2 separate regions of the Ovis aries genome follow, and region 1 is linked to region 2. The links are chromatin contacts, called in public Hi-C maps. All regions are on one chromosome and are shown on one strand. Each heading gives the region's core, a stretch centred on a gene start, on an enhancer-like site or on the middle of the called end of the contact. The rest is flanking DNA. Distances are from core to core; before and after follow the strand shown.

Region 1 (6,497 bases), core at 17-2,516, 57 kb before region 2:
TGCTACTTCCTCACCCCACCACCTCCAGGCTTCCCAACTGTACACAGGGTTGAAGGGCCACCTTTGTCTGCCTCCCAGATCGCCTAGAGACAGCTGAATTTATCTGTGAATTCTGTTAACAAGACCCCTTCCATATTAGGCATGCTCCATTCATTTATAAGTCATGGCTGTGCTCAATTTTTCACTTTAAAATAAAAGCCTAATGGAAATATTCATTTACCCACCACGTGGTTGCAGAGCTCAGCTGAAATGTCAAGCATGCTTAGCAGTTGGCTGCTTTTATTTTGGCCCAATGCATCGTAGTAAAAAATTGCAATCTCTTTGTTGATCAGAAGCACTCAGTGATATGTATGATTAGTGATTAGTATGATTTTGACTAATAAAAGCAGGCCGATAAAATGTGATTTGATAAATAATGGGAGGAAATAAAGATGGCAGGTTTGGAAGTTGGGGCTGCACTGATGCGCTTCAGGTAGCCGACATGTGTGAGAGGCTGCTGCCCCTCCTTTCTTCCCTGCCCCCACTACTCCCTACAGCCTTTCTGAAATGGGTTTCAGAGTCCTCAGGCTCCTGCCTCTTCCACACCCCGCACCTGCATCTGTGGACCCTGAACCCCAGCATTAAAGCAGACCGGGCACCCCCTTTTCCCAACGCCTGCTGACCAGTCTGTCCCGGGGCGAGTGCGGATGCATGAGCGGGAGGCAGGGAGCCCCAAGCAGCAGCTCTGATTATGGGCCGGGACTGTGCTAACTCGGAGCCCATCTCTCAACACTCTGGGAGCTATTACCATCTGTCCATCAGCAGCTTCAAGGAGCCAGGAGCCATGACCTGGACCATTCAGGGAGCAAGCGAGGGGATGGGTCCCCACTTTGATGTGAGCAACAGGGTCAGAGAGGGCGCAGGAGGTGAGGGCCAGGCCCGGGCTGCAGGCAGCAATCTCCTCTCCAGCTCGGCTTCCACGGTGAGCCCAGCTTGCCTTCATTGCCCCTTTCCCGTCTCCACAGGAGCCTCTGGGCTGCTCTGGGCTCCTGGTCCCACTCCCCCAGCCTGTGTCCCAATTGTGGGCCCATCATTACCTGTCCGCACACCCTCCCTGGAGGGGGAGTGAGGCAGTGGGAGGGCGGGGCGGGGGCGCCAAACCCGCTTGATTCTAAGGGGCAGGTGGTGACTGCTTCCTACAGGAAGCACGGGATCTGAAAAACAGAGGAGAGAACCTTCCCTTCGGAACCAGGAACCGCAGGGCTGGGAGGGGCCTCCGCCTTCAGCTATACTCCTCGAAGGCCATGCCCAGCTTGGCCCTGCACGCTTGCACTCAAGGGGCACTACCTCCTGAGCTTCCCACGCTCACTGGTTGGGGGAGGAGATGGGAGAACAGGGAGGGAGAGAGATGGAGGGCAGAAGGACAAGCAGAGGGAGAGAGCCATGGGTTCCCCTGGATGTGGCCTGGGCTACACACACACACACACACACACACACACACACCTCCTATAGCCAGGCCACACACACACACACACACACACACACACACACACACACACCTCCTATAGCCAGGCCTGAACGGCTGCCAGTTCATCCTGGCCCAGTCGGAGAAGTCTGGCCGTTTTCCTGTCTAAAGTTACAGAATTTTCCAGAAGTTCCCCTGTTTTTTTTTCTTCTGGACTCATAAACCAGATTTTCCCCTATCCTTCTACTTCACCAGCCTAGAGAAGAAAAGCCAGAGGAAGAGAGCGAGTAGGCAGAGGGCCTGCGGTCACACACCCAAGGCTGATCTCTGTCTCTGTCCCTCCTCCTTGGAGCTCCCAGAGCCTGAGTACCCGCAACACCAATGCCTGCTGCCTGCACAGAGCCTCTTGCATGAGTTAACTTATTCGCATGCATGCGTGCTAAGTCGCTTCGTGTCCAACTCTTTGCGACCCCAGGGATGGTAGCCTGCCAGGCTCCTCTGTCCAAGGGAGTCCCCAGGCAAGAATGCTGGAGTCATCCCCCAGAGTCCCAGGGGATGAAGAATAGCCCTGACTGTGCTGTTCTTTCTACAGCACAGGACTGGGCGAGGTCTCCACCTTCAGCTACACTGCTCACCAGCAATGCCCAGCCTGGCCCTGCACACTTGCAAACTTACTACGGTTTAGGGGAGACATAGGAAAGGAAGTTGACTCCTTATTTCCAGAAAGACTGGAGTCAGGCTGGCTCTGGGAGTTGCCGGGCAGTGACTGAGCAGGTAGTCCCCCAGGAGGGGATGTGAGGAGACTACAGTGTAGCTCAGGGATCACCCTGAGAACAGAGTAAATACACCGGCATGCCCCAAACTGGATGGCCCACTAAAGATGGAGCTGGAGACCGTGTTGGAAGTGGAGGACACTGCGGTCACCCCCAGCCAAGCCCCCTCCCCTGCCCCCAGCCAGGAACTGGGTAGATTCGAGGGAGAGCACAGCGTCACGGGCAGTCCCCGAAGGGCTGTGGATCCCTTGAGAGGTGTGCGGCTGATCTGTAGGTGCTGATATGAAGCCAGGACTCTTGGATTTCTGATTTGAAGGTCAGAAGCCCAAGATGCCAGGGCTAAAGGAATCCCCAAGATCTGGCATCAAGTCCTTTCTGGAATCAGAGGAGGAGGGATGAGTTTGCTCTATCAAAAGCGTTCTTTCCTTCTCATCCTCTGAGCGGGTTCACTCAGCACCCGGCATCACTCATCCCTGAGCAGTTTATCTGCCATCAGGGGTGCTGTTTGGTGCAGGAGATGGAAGGGGAGTTAGAGCAGGTGGGAGGGCAGAGAGGAACGCCCCGGGCATGGGGGACACTGGCAGCTTTGTCTCTTACGCTCACCTTTGAGGGAGGGAAGGACAGGGGTTGTCGGTGGCCCCTCCAACCCTACATGGCACGCCACCCTGTGTCTGAGTCAGGGAATTAAGCTGTCCTCACCTCCCCAGTAAGAATGAGGCTTGACGGGCTGTGACAAGAGCTGTCAGTGCTGGGGTCCAGTCCCAGCCAGCGCTGATACGGCAGGCAGCTCAGGACCCCTGGGAAAGAGAGGACCAGTAGAGCAGTATCCAGGGCTCGAGGGGGCAGTACAGGTGGGAACAGAGCAAGCTTTGTACACCCCTCACTGGCCCTGGCCACGGACCGCTTCCTGCCAGGGGCTCTGCCCCTGACCTGCCTCCAACATCTGGACTTGGCACACGGGGCCACAATCCACCCCTACCTCGGCACCCACTTGGGACCAGGCTCTCAGCTTCTCTGGGGAGCTCGTCCTGCAGGGATGAAGATGGGGACAAGCTTCAAGGAGAAGCAGGTGACAGTGACTGTCTTGGCCGTTGTCCAGTGCCTGCCCTCCCAGCCTCTCTTCTCAGCACTGTACTGGGCGATGCCAACCAGCTGCCAACTCCTGGAGCTGAAGTTGAGAGGCATGTGAATGGTGGGGTCATATCCCTGGGGGCAACCCACAGACCCCCACGTGGGTCTGTCTTGGGAGAAAGCTGAGCCTCTGTGGGAGCCGGGCCCCCACCAGAGAGAAGCAGAAAGCACCTGGGGACCAGCCTCCTCATGGTCCCCAAGTCCTCCTGGTCCCTGTGGCTTGGCACGTCCCTGCATGAGCAGGGACCTTACTGTGTTTGCATTTCTGCTTGGTGAGGACATTCTGGGGATGGAGGTTCTAGGCCCTGAGCCCCAGCCCAGCTCATCCCTAAACCGCGAGGCTGGTTAACTGCAGTTGCAGGCGGGGATGGGCAACAGAGGCCGACAGCATCGCTCTGATGCACCGACTTGTTAGCTGAGCATGGCCGTGGTCTCAGCAGGAAACTCACCGCTGGACTGCACTCTGCCTCCTCTGTCCCACATTTCCCAAAGAAATGTGCCTCATCACTGCTTCTCTCGTTCGCCCCTTCCTTCTGGCCGGCCCTAAAATCAACCAGGGTGGGCTCCAGGCCTGGGCTTGGGGGACACCGGCAACTTTGACAGGCTGCCTCTCAGCCTCACCCCACCCCACCCCACCCCACCAGAGATGCTCTGTCCTTGTCTCTTCTTGGGTTGAGGACCCTACTCTGCCCTGCGATGCCCCCTTGGGCCCGGAAGGAGCCTGGGAGTATCCGTCTGACTGGTGGTTCTCAGGGTCCTTGCTGTGATCTCCAGGGGCTCTGTTCCCAACCTCCCCCTCCTGCCCAAGCTGGCTCTGGGTGGACCCCACAGACCAGCCGCCCAGCTGACCAGACTCCGGGGTCTCTGGTTGCCCCTGGAGCTGCACAGAGAGGCTGGGGAGGTTTGCAGAGGCCTCTAGGGTTCCAGTTGGAAAGATGGGAGAGGAAGGCATTCACTGACAGGCACACTCTCGGGTCCCAACCTGGGACGGAGGCCAAGAATTCTCATGCCAAAGTCAGGCACCAAAGTGTGACTGGCTGCTCTTCAGCCGTTTCCCTGCGTCTGCCATCGTTTCTGCTGCGGCCTCTGTCTCCCTCATCCTCTTATCCTCTCTGCACGTCTGTCTCTCCTTCTCTCTGTCTGTCTCTGTCTGCCCTGCCTCTCTGCCTCTCTCAACCTTGCGGTCTCTGCACCTGCCCCTCGGTTGGTCCCTCTCTGGTGCCTTCTCCTTCCTGTGCAGATCCGCCTCTCCCCTTCTCTCTCTCTCTTCTTCTCCCTCTTTTTCTCTGTCCTGATGGTTTTCCTTTGTGTGAAGTCCCTCCTCTCCTCCACCCGCAGCTTCAGCCATATCCTCTCTGCGGCCCCCCACCCCTGCCCCATCCAGCAGGAGACTTGTCCCCAGGACCCCCTCATGGAGACCGGGAGACCCCTGGGTTCTCCTCTAGGCACTGGGAAGCCAGCCCTGTGGTGGGGGAATGGGCGGTGGGCTTTAACCTCTGAAAGTGTCCCCCTGCTCCCCCGGCAAACAATTTGAGTGCTCAGGTGCCTGCCGGGGTTGAGGTCTCCAGACCAGTCCCCTCGCCTCCTTTCCAAAGGGGCTGCTCCCGTAAGTCCCCGACGCTACAGTGTGTCCCCAGGCCCCACACATGAAGGGTCCCTTTTTGCTGTGAAGGGGAGATGAGAAGGAAAGGGGAGGAGGGAGTCCTATATGCCTGGTTCCTGGGGAGAACACTGGACTTTGACTCCAAAGACTGGCCTGAAGACTAAAAGGACAGAGGGACATGGCTGGCCACAGCATCTGTCCCCAGGTGACCCTGTGCCGCGCCACAGCCTCCTCTGTGCGTCCCCTTTAGACGCTGCCCTCCGTGGGCTGGGGGAGGGAGGGCTGACTGAAAACAGCCTCGCACAACAGAAAAGGGGACCGCGGATCAGAGAGGCAGTCAGCCCAGGACACACAGCAAATTGCCGGCGTTGCTGGGGTGGCCTTTCTTCTCCACTCCCACCTCTCCTAGGATTCTGCCTGAAGGCATCTGGGCCGACTGCCACGTGCAGGCCGCTCCTGCCTCCACCCCGCAGTTTCTGCAGTTATAAATGCCTGAGTCTAGCAAACTGGTTTTGAACATCTTCTCTACCCCAGGCATGGGGCTAGGTTGAGAGCTGGATGTGGGTGGCACCTCCAGGGGGCCATCTGTCTGCTCTGAGACCCCTGTTCTCCACGCTGTCTGTGTCTGTGTCGCCCATGGGCCAGGGCTAAAGGGAGGAGGGCACGGGCGTGGGTTGGGGGTGGCCATGGGGCGAGGAGTGGGGGTGGAGGGGCCTGGGTTTAATGAGGTGACTGCCACTTGTAAATGAAACAGAAGGCAGTGCAGCTTGTGTGAACTCTGACCTCTCCTGTCCATCTCGCCTTTCACCGGGAGCTTTACGAGGGCGGCCCCTTCCTCAGAAGGGACCCACCGCAGCTTGGGGATGCTTGGCCTGAGAGGGTCAGGGAGGGTTGGGGTGAGAAGAAGGGCTGGGCCCAGGGCATAGGCTAGGGTTCACCCGAGCCCCTGCACCTCTGCCTGCCTAAGAGGAGCGCTGGAGATTGGAAGGTGGGTGGGGCGCCTGAATTTGAGGACGAATGTGAAAGTCACTCAGTCGTGTCTGACTCTTTGTGACCACATGGATTATACAGTGCATGGAATTCTCCAGAGCAGAATACTGGAGTGGGTAGCCAATCCCTTCTCCAGGGGAATCTTTCCAACCCAGGGATCGAACCCAGGTCTTCTGCATTGCAGGTGGATTCTTTACCAGCTGAGCCACCAGGGAAGCCCAAGAATACTGGAGTGGGTAGCCTATCCCTTCTCCAGCGGGTCTTCTGACCCAGGAATGGAACTGGGGTCTCCTGCATTGCAGGTGGATTCTTTACCAGCTGAGCCACCAGGGAAGCCCGGAGGCATAGTTTGCAAAACTGGAGACTTCTAAAAATGCAAACTCCCAAGCCCCAACCCTGGGATTTCTGGTTCTGTAGGTTTGAGGTGGGGGCTTCCCTGAAGGCTCAGTGGTAAAGAATCTACCTACCAAACAAGAAGCGTGGGTTCTACCTCTAGGTTGGGATCATCCCCTGGAGGAGGAAATGGTAACCCACTCCAGTATTCTTGCCTGGGAAA
Region 2 (6,710 bases), core at 3,078-5,577:
AAACCAACTTGAATATCTGGAAGTTCACGGTTCACGTATTGCTGAAGCCTGGCTTGGAGAATTTTAAGCGTTACTTTACTAGCATGTGAGATGAGTGCAATTGTGTGGTAGCTTGAGCCCTCTTTGGCATTGCCTTTCTTTGGGATTGGAATGAAAACTGACCTTTTCCAGTCCTGTGGCCACTCCTGAGTTTTCCAAATTTGCTGGCATATTGAGTGCAGCACTTTCACAGCATCATCTTCCAGGATTTCAAACAGCTCAACTGGAATTCCATCAACTCCACTGGCTTTGTCCATACTGATGCTTTCTAAGGCCCACTTGACTTCACATTCCAGGATGTCTGGCTCTAGGTGAGTGATCACACCATCGTGATTATCTTGGTTGTGAAGATCTTTTTGTACAGTTCTTCTGTGTATTCTTGCCACCTCTTCTTAATATCTTGTGCTTCTGTTAGGTCCATACCATTTCTGTCCTTTATCGAGCCCATCTTTGCATGATATGTTCCCTTGGTATCTCTAATTTTCTTGAAGAGATCTCTAGTCTTTCCCATGCTGTTGTTTTCCTCTATTTCTTTCCATTGATTGCTGAGAAAGGCTTTCTTATCTCTCTTTGCTATTCTTTGGAACTCTGCATTCAGATGCTTATATCTTTCCTTTTCTCCTTTGCTTTTTGCTTCTCTTCTTTCCACAGCTATTTGTAAGGCCTCCCCAGACAGCCATTTTGCTTTTTTGTATTTCTTTTCCATGGGGATGGTCTTGATCCCTGTCTCCTGTACAATATCACGAACCTCTGTCCATAGTTCACCAGGCACTCTATCTATCAGATCTAGTAGTCCCTTAAATCTATTTCTCACTTCCACTGTATAATCATAAGGAATTTGATTTAGGTCATACTTGAATAGCTGGTGGTTTTCCCTACTTTCCTCAATTTAAGTCTGAATTTGGTAATAATGAGTTCATGATCTGAGCCACAGTCAGCTCCTGGTCTTGTTTTTGCTGACTGCATAGAGCTTCTCCATCTTTGGCTGCAAAGAATATAATCTGATTTCAGTGTTGACCATCTGGAGATGTCCCTGTGTAGAGTCTTCTCTTGTGTTGTTGGAAGAGGGTGTTTGCTATGACCAGTGTGTTCTCTTGGCAAAACGCTATTAGTCTTTGCCCTGCTTCATTCCGCATTCCAAGGCCAAATTTGCCTGTTACTACAGGTGTTTCTTGACTTCCTACTTTTGCATTCTAGTCCCTTATAATGAAAAAGACATCTTTTTGGGGTGTTAGTTCTAAAAGTCTTGTAGGTCTTCATAGAACCGTTCAGCTTCAGCTTCTTTAGCATTACTGATTGGGGCATAGACTTGGATTACTGTGATATTGAATGGTTTGCCTTGGAAACGAACAGAGATCATTCTGTCATTTTGAGATTGCATCCAAGTACTGCATTTCGGACTCTTTTGTTGACCATGATGGCTACTCCATTTCTCCTAAGGGATCCTGCCCACAATAGTAGATATAATGGTCATCTGAGTTAAATTCACCCATTCCAGTCCATTGTAGTTTGCTGATTCCTAGAATGTTGACGTTCACTCTTGCCATCTCCTGTTTGAACCACTTCGAATTTGCCTTGATTCATGGACCTAACATTCCAGGTTCCTATGCAACATTGCTCTTTACAGCATCAGACCTTGCTTCTATCACCAATCACACCCACAACTGGGTATTGTGTTTGCTTTGGCTCCACCCCTTCATTCTTTCTGGAGTTATTTCTCCAGTGATCTCCAGTAGCATATTGGACACCTACCGGCCTGAGGAGTTCCTCTTTCAGTATCCTATCATTTTGCCTTTTCATACTGTTCATGGGGTTCTGAAGGCAAGAATACTGAAGTCATTTGCCATTCCCTTCTCCAGTGGACCACATTCTGTCAGACCTCTCCACCATGACCCACCCATCTTGGGTGGCACTGAGTTAGACAAGGCTGTGGTCCATGTGATTAGATTGACTAGTTTTCTGTGATTATGGTTTGTGTGTCTGCCCTCTGATGCCTCTCACAACACCTACTGATACTTGGGTTTCTCTTAATGTTGTGGAGGCCACAACATTACCCAAAGATTTCTGAAAATCTAGCTATGTTGCTGCCTCTGTTCCTGGAAGCAGAGACCCAGGTGCATTTTATCCTTGGAGATCTATCCAGGCTAGAAAGTTTGTCTCTTTGCTTTGAGTTGATGGGGAAATTCTTTGGTGACCCATCCCCAGCTCCTGGGGTTGTGATCAGATACAGAGCTGGATGGACTGTCATCTTTGCTTAGGAATTTGTGCAGGGACTCAAGGGGCAGGAAGCAGCTGAGATGCCTCCAGTTAGCGCTGCAACCCTAACACTCCCTAAAAGAAGCTCAGTGGGAGACCTGACAGACACTGCATTGTTCAGCTGTACAGCTGGGAGCAGCTGCAGGGCCCCCAGGGCTCCCCAAGTATGGAGACTGTGGATAACCTTCAGCCCAAGCTCACAGACATCTGGTGAGATCAGTGGCGTGCCAGGCTGACTGGTGTGGTACCCAGGTTGGGCTGGTCAATGACAATGGCAAAGGCCTTAAAGAGCTTGTATTCTAAACTAAAAGACATCACGTTGATGTCGTGGAAGGTTGGAGAAAGGGAGGTAGAGGGACTCTTTTGGGTGGAGTGGAGGGAACAGTGTCCTCATATCATCTTTGGAATAGCTGGCTAAGTCCTCCCCTCTCCCAGCCCAAGCTCCAGATGGCAACAGGCTGAGTCATTTTCCCAAGGACTTGGGAAATCGTCCCTCCCCAAGAGGGAGGCCAACCAGAAACTGAGTCAAAGAACCAGACAGTTTCTGAGCGAAAGAATCAGAGTGAAAAAGGGCCTCAAAGAGCAGACTATTTGAGACTTCCACATTACAGTACCTAGAAAAGTGAGGCAACCCACTCAGAGTCATGTCCCTTGTTTGTGCCAGAGGCAGAATTTGAAGGCCAGGGGTCAGGCCATTGCTCTTTTGGATGAAGACACTCCATCCAGCTCTCCAGAGGCTGGCCGTGGCCAAGATTAAGGTGAAAGGGGCAGGAATTGGGCAATACAGTGGGTCCATTTCAACATAAACTGATCAGTGTACAAATGAGGTGCAACATTAGAGGCTAATGAGCATTACAGATAGAGGGGCAGTATAAGCAGTGGGAAGAACAAACAGCTCTGAGTCAACAGACTGGGGTTTAGATTCCTAGTCTCGTCCCCTGTGTAACAGGGAAAATGTGACAGTCTTTCTGAGCCACCTATAAAATGGGGCTAACTTATACCGTAGGATTCTTGTAAGAAATAGCACATGTGAAGGTACTTTGTGTACAGGAATCATTTAGGCAAATGTTAGCCATTATTATGATTATCAGGATTGTCATGGGTGAGGCTGTTGAGTTTGAAGACTGGAATAGTTAGAGTTACTTCCCTGATGGCTCAGCAGTAAAGAATTCGCCTGTCAATGCAGGAGATTCAGGTTCGATCCCTGGGTCTGGAAGATCCCCTGGAGAAGGAAATGGCTACCCACTCCAGTATTCTTGCCTGGGAAAACCCGTGGACAGAGGAGCCTGGTGGGCTGCAAGTCCTTAGGGTCCCAAAGATTCAGACACGACTTAGCGACTAAACAAGAACAACAAAAAAATAGACTTAGGGTTCTCCTAGTTCTCTGAGCTTCTCAGCAGAAGAAGGAAATCTGATCATTGTCAAGGGTTCTACTTCATCTTGGGCTCACCCAGATTCAGCTGTAGGAGCAGAATTAGGGCAAAACCCAAGGCTTGGGTGGGAGCTCATCTATACAGTGAGGAGCCTTCAGGATGAGGGTTTCTAGTCTCCCGTTTCTGCCTCAGGAGTTCTGGCTTCCCTGAGAAGTGCCTCTTGCAGAGGAATGAAGCTTGATATCTCTCTACCTGAACAAGGTCCCTCTGATTATCTGGAGGGTAATAGTGGAGCCAGGAGACGAGAACAGGAAGGAGTCAGGATTGGGGGCGGGGGGTGGTGACTACTGCCAGCCACGAGGCCACATGCTTCAGCCAAAGCTACTTGGAGCCGCTTGGACAAAGGCATCCTGGCATCCTCTCTAGCAGGTCTGATGACACAGCCCTCCTGACCTTGAGTACCAGCACTGGCGGGAAGTTATGGCTCAGGGATTAAACTAGGGGAGCACTATGGGGTACCTCGAAGGGGAAGGCTCGGGAAAGGGAGGGCCCTGTTGTGCTCCAGTCCAGAGCAGCAGCACTTTTCATAGGTAAAAAGCCCCGCTGTGCAGGCTGACCTCATTCCTGGCACGCGCTCCCCGCTCGTTGCAGACGCCTGCAGGTCTGTTTTAATATCTGCAGCAACCACATTCCTGAACAGGGTGGGTAAGAGGCTTTCTGGACAAGACTGCTTTCCATCAGAAATTGTTCAATTCGCCAGGGTCAGATATTTTATAGAGAGCTGGATTGTTTCTTGTTTTTGTTTTTTAAAGAAGAAAATGAAAATTCAGAGAGAATGACTGAAAGCAGGAACTAGAAGCAGAGAAAAGTCTTGAGGACTGGAGAAGGGAAGGGAAACCTGGGGTCATTGGTGAGGGAGAGAAAGGGATGAAAGACAGGTAGAAGGTCTGGGAAAGAGCCCACTCTCAGGGTGTCACCCTGCCTAGACTTCCTCAGACCCTGATGGGTTTACCTGTCACCGTCATTCATCCATCCACTCAACACACTTTTAACTGCTACCCTATGCCAAGTGCTGTGCCAGAAATACAAGAAATCATATTAGTTATCTATTTCTGTGTAACAAATTACCATAAAACTCAGTGACTTAAAGCAATACATGTCTATTTTCTCACGGGTTCTGTGGGCCAGAAGTCCAGCACAGCTTAGCCGGGCCCTCAGCTTCAGGGGATCTCATGGCTGTTGATCAAGGCTTTGACCAGGGCTGGAGCCTCGTCTGCAGGCTCCGCTGGGGAAGGATCTGCTTCTGGGCTCAGATGATGGTGGGCAGAGTTTAGCTGATCAAGAATTGTTGGGTTGAGGGCCTCGGTGGCCAACTTGTCCTCAGACAGAGGCTGTTCTCAGTCCTTGCCACAAGCACAAGCTAGAGACGATAGAGCAGGCGAACAAGTAGGGCCTCCCAGGTGGCTCAAAGGTAAGGAATCTGCCTGCGGATGAAGGAGATGAGGTTTCACTCCCTGGGTCAGGAAGATCCCTTGGGTCCCTTGGATGGCAACGCACTCCGGTACTCTTGCCTGTGAAATCCCATGGACAGAGGAGCCTGGTGGGCAGCAGACCATCGGGTTGCAAAGAGTCAGACATGACTGAGCAACTAAATGACAACAAGAGCAAGTCACAACTTTGTGTAGTGTAATAATAGAAATGATGTCACGTCACTTTCGCCATGTTCTATTGATTAGAAGCACGTAGTAGGTCCTGCCAGGCTCAAGGGAGGGGATTTCACAGAAATGTGAATACCAGGACATGTGGATTGCCCACGACCATCTGAGAGTCTGGCTGACACACAAGTCCAGTGGTTTCCTGCCTTCAGAAGACTCAGTTAACAATGACCATCCCAGGAGTTATGGCAAGTGCGGTGTACTTACACGCACTTGTAGGGTGCTAGGTTCTTGTATATGTTTGCTTTTAATCACTATTTGAAAAAATTGAAAATGTTAGTCCCTCAGTCATGTCTGACTCTTTGCGACCTCATGGGCCGTAGCCCGCAAGGCTCCTCTCTTCATGGAATTCTCCAGGCAAGAATACTGGAGTGGGTAGTCATTCGTTTCTCCAGGGGATTTTCCTGACCCAGGGATCGAATCCTGGTCTCCTGCATTGCAGGCAGATTCTTCACTGTCAGAGCCACCAGGGGAGCCCAATCCCTATTTAGGAGGTACGCTTGCTACCTTCTCTCTGGGTGAGATAACAGAGTCTCAGAGAGATCACAGTAGCAAGGGATCTAGGAGATTTTGAACTCACATTTGTCAGACTTTAAAGGCTCTGTTCCTACGCCGTCTTCTCTGCCTCCCAGATGAAGGGCACTATAACCTGGGCAGGACTAGACAGTCCCTGTGACTGGGGCACCGGCAAGGGCTTCAGAGGTGAGGACAGAGAAGGAGCGCTGCTCAGGCAGGAAGCGGGGCCCTGGAGGAAGTCCAGGGGTGGAGAAGACACGATCCTTTGCTCTTGAGGAGCCCTTGAGGTTCAAGTGGGGAACCAGACCAGACAGCAGACCCGGGGCGCTTGCTGGGAGCGGCAGCAAGTGCAGACTGAACAGCTGTTTGAAAGAGCTCTGAAGAGACGGGAAGCCGGTGGCTGTTTAGATTAGTTTTCTAATTGGCTGAGTGTTACCAAAGGCTCTTGTGTATACAATGGGGATCGTTCGTCTTGTCTATTTGTATATCCACTCATGTTCTGTCACTCCCTGATCAGCTCAGCTGTCTGCCTCTTACTGTCAGTTTTAGCCCCAGAGAGGGCTCAAGTCTACAGGAGGGGACGCTTTCTCCCCGGCCCCCAGCAGAGCACAGCAGCAGGAGGGACACTCCCCAGCCCCAGCCCCAGCCCCAGCTAGTGCCCCTTCCTGCAGGGCCCCCACACCCATTCCAGCCATCATAACCCATTCATTTGCAGCAAGTGGGCTTACGTGTATTACCATGTAACATGACAAGCCTGGAAGCTCGCCTTTGTTTCTGTAAAATGGGGAACCCCAGAGAGAGGACAGATAAC

Evidence for each region. Hi-C and Micro-C count contacts between places; a contact is called where the count stands out from the background.
Region 1: a Hi-C map of omental adipose tissue shows a contact between it and region 2, with 2.5 times the contacts expected there. The contact joins two enhancer-like sites. A contact is called at or near these places in 4 of 16 Hi-C or Micro-C datasets (hypothalamus, liver, omental adipose tissue and 1 more).

The regions. Positions count from the first base shown.
Region 1 is chr21:26,999,445-27,005,941 of ARS-UI_Ramb_v3.0, reverse strand. No RefSeq gene overlaps it. Among named protein-coding and RNA genes, the nearest start is that of RPUSD4, 20 kb to the left of the region's middle. Within about 2 kb of position 1,266, at least 2 of the 54 cell types and tissues checked have an H3K27ac peak or open chromatin away from gene starts, as enhancers often do.
Region 2 is chr21:26,945,193-26,951,902 of ARS-UI_Ramb_v3.0, reverse strand. No RefSeq gene overlaps it. Among named protein-coding and RNA genes, the nearest start is that of CDON, 65 kb to the right of the region's middle. Within about 2 kb of position 4,327, at least 12 of the 54 cell types and tissues checked have an H3K27ac peak or open chromatin away from gene starts, as enhancers often do.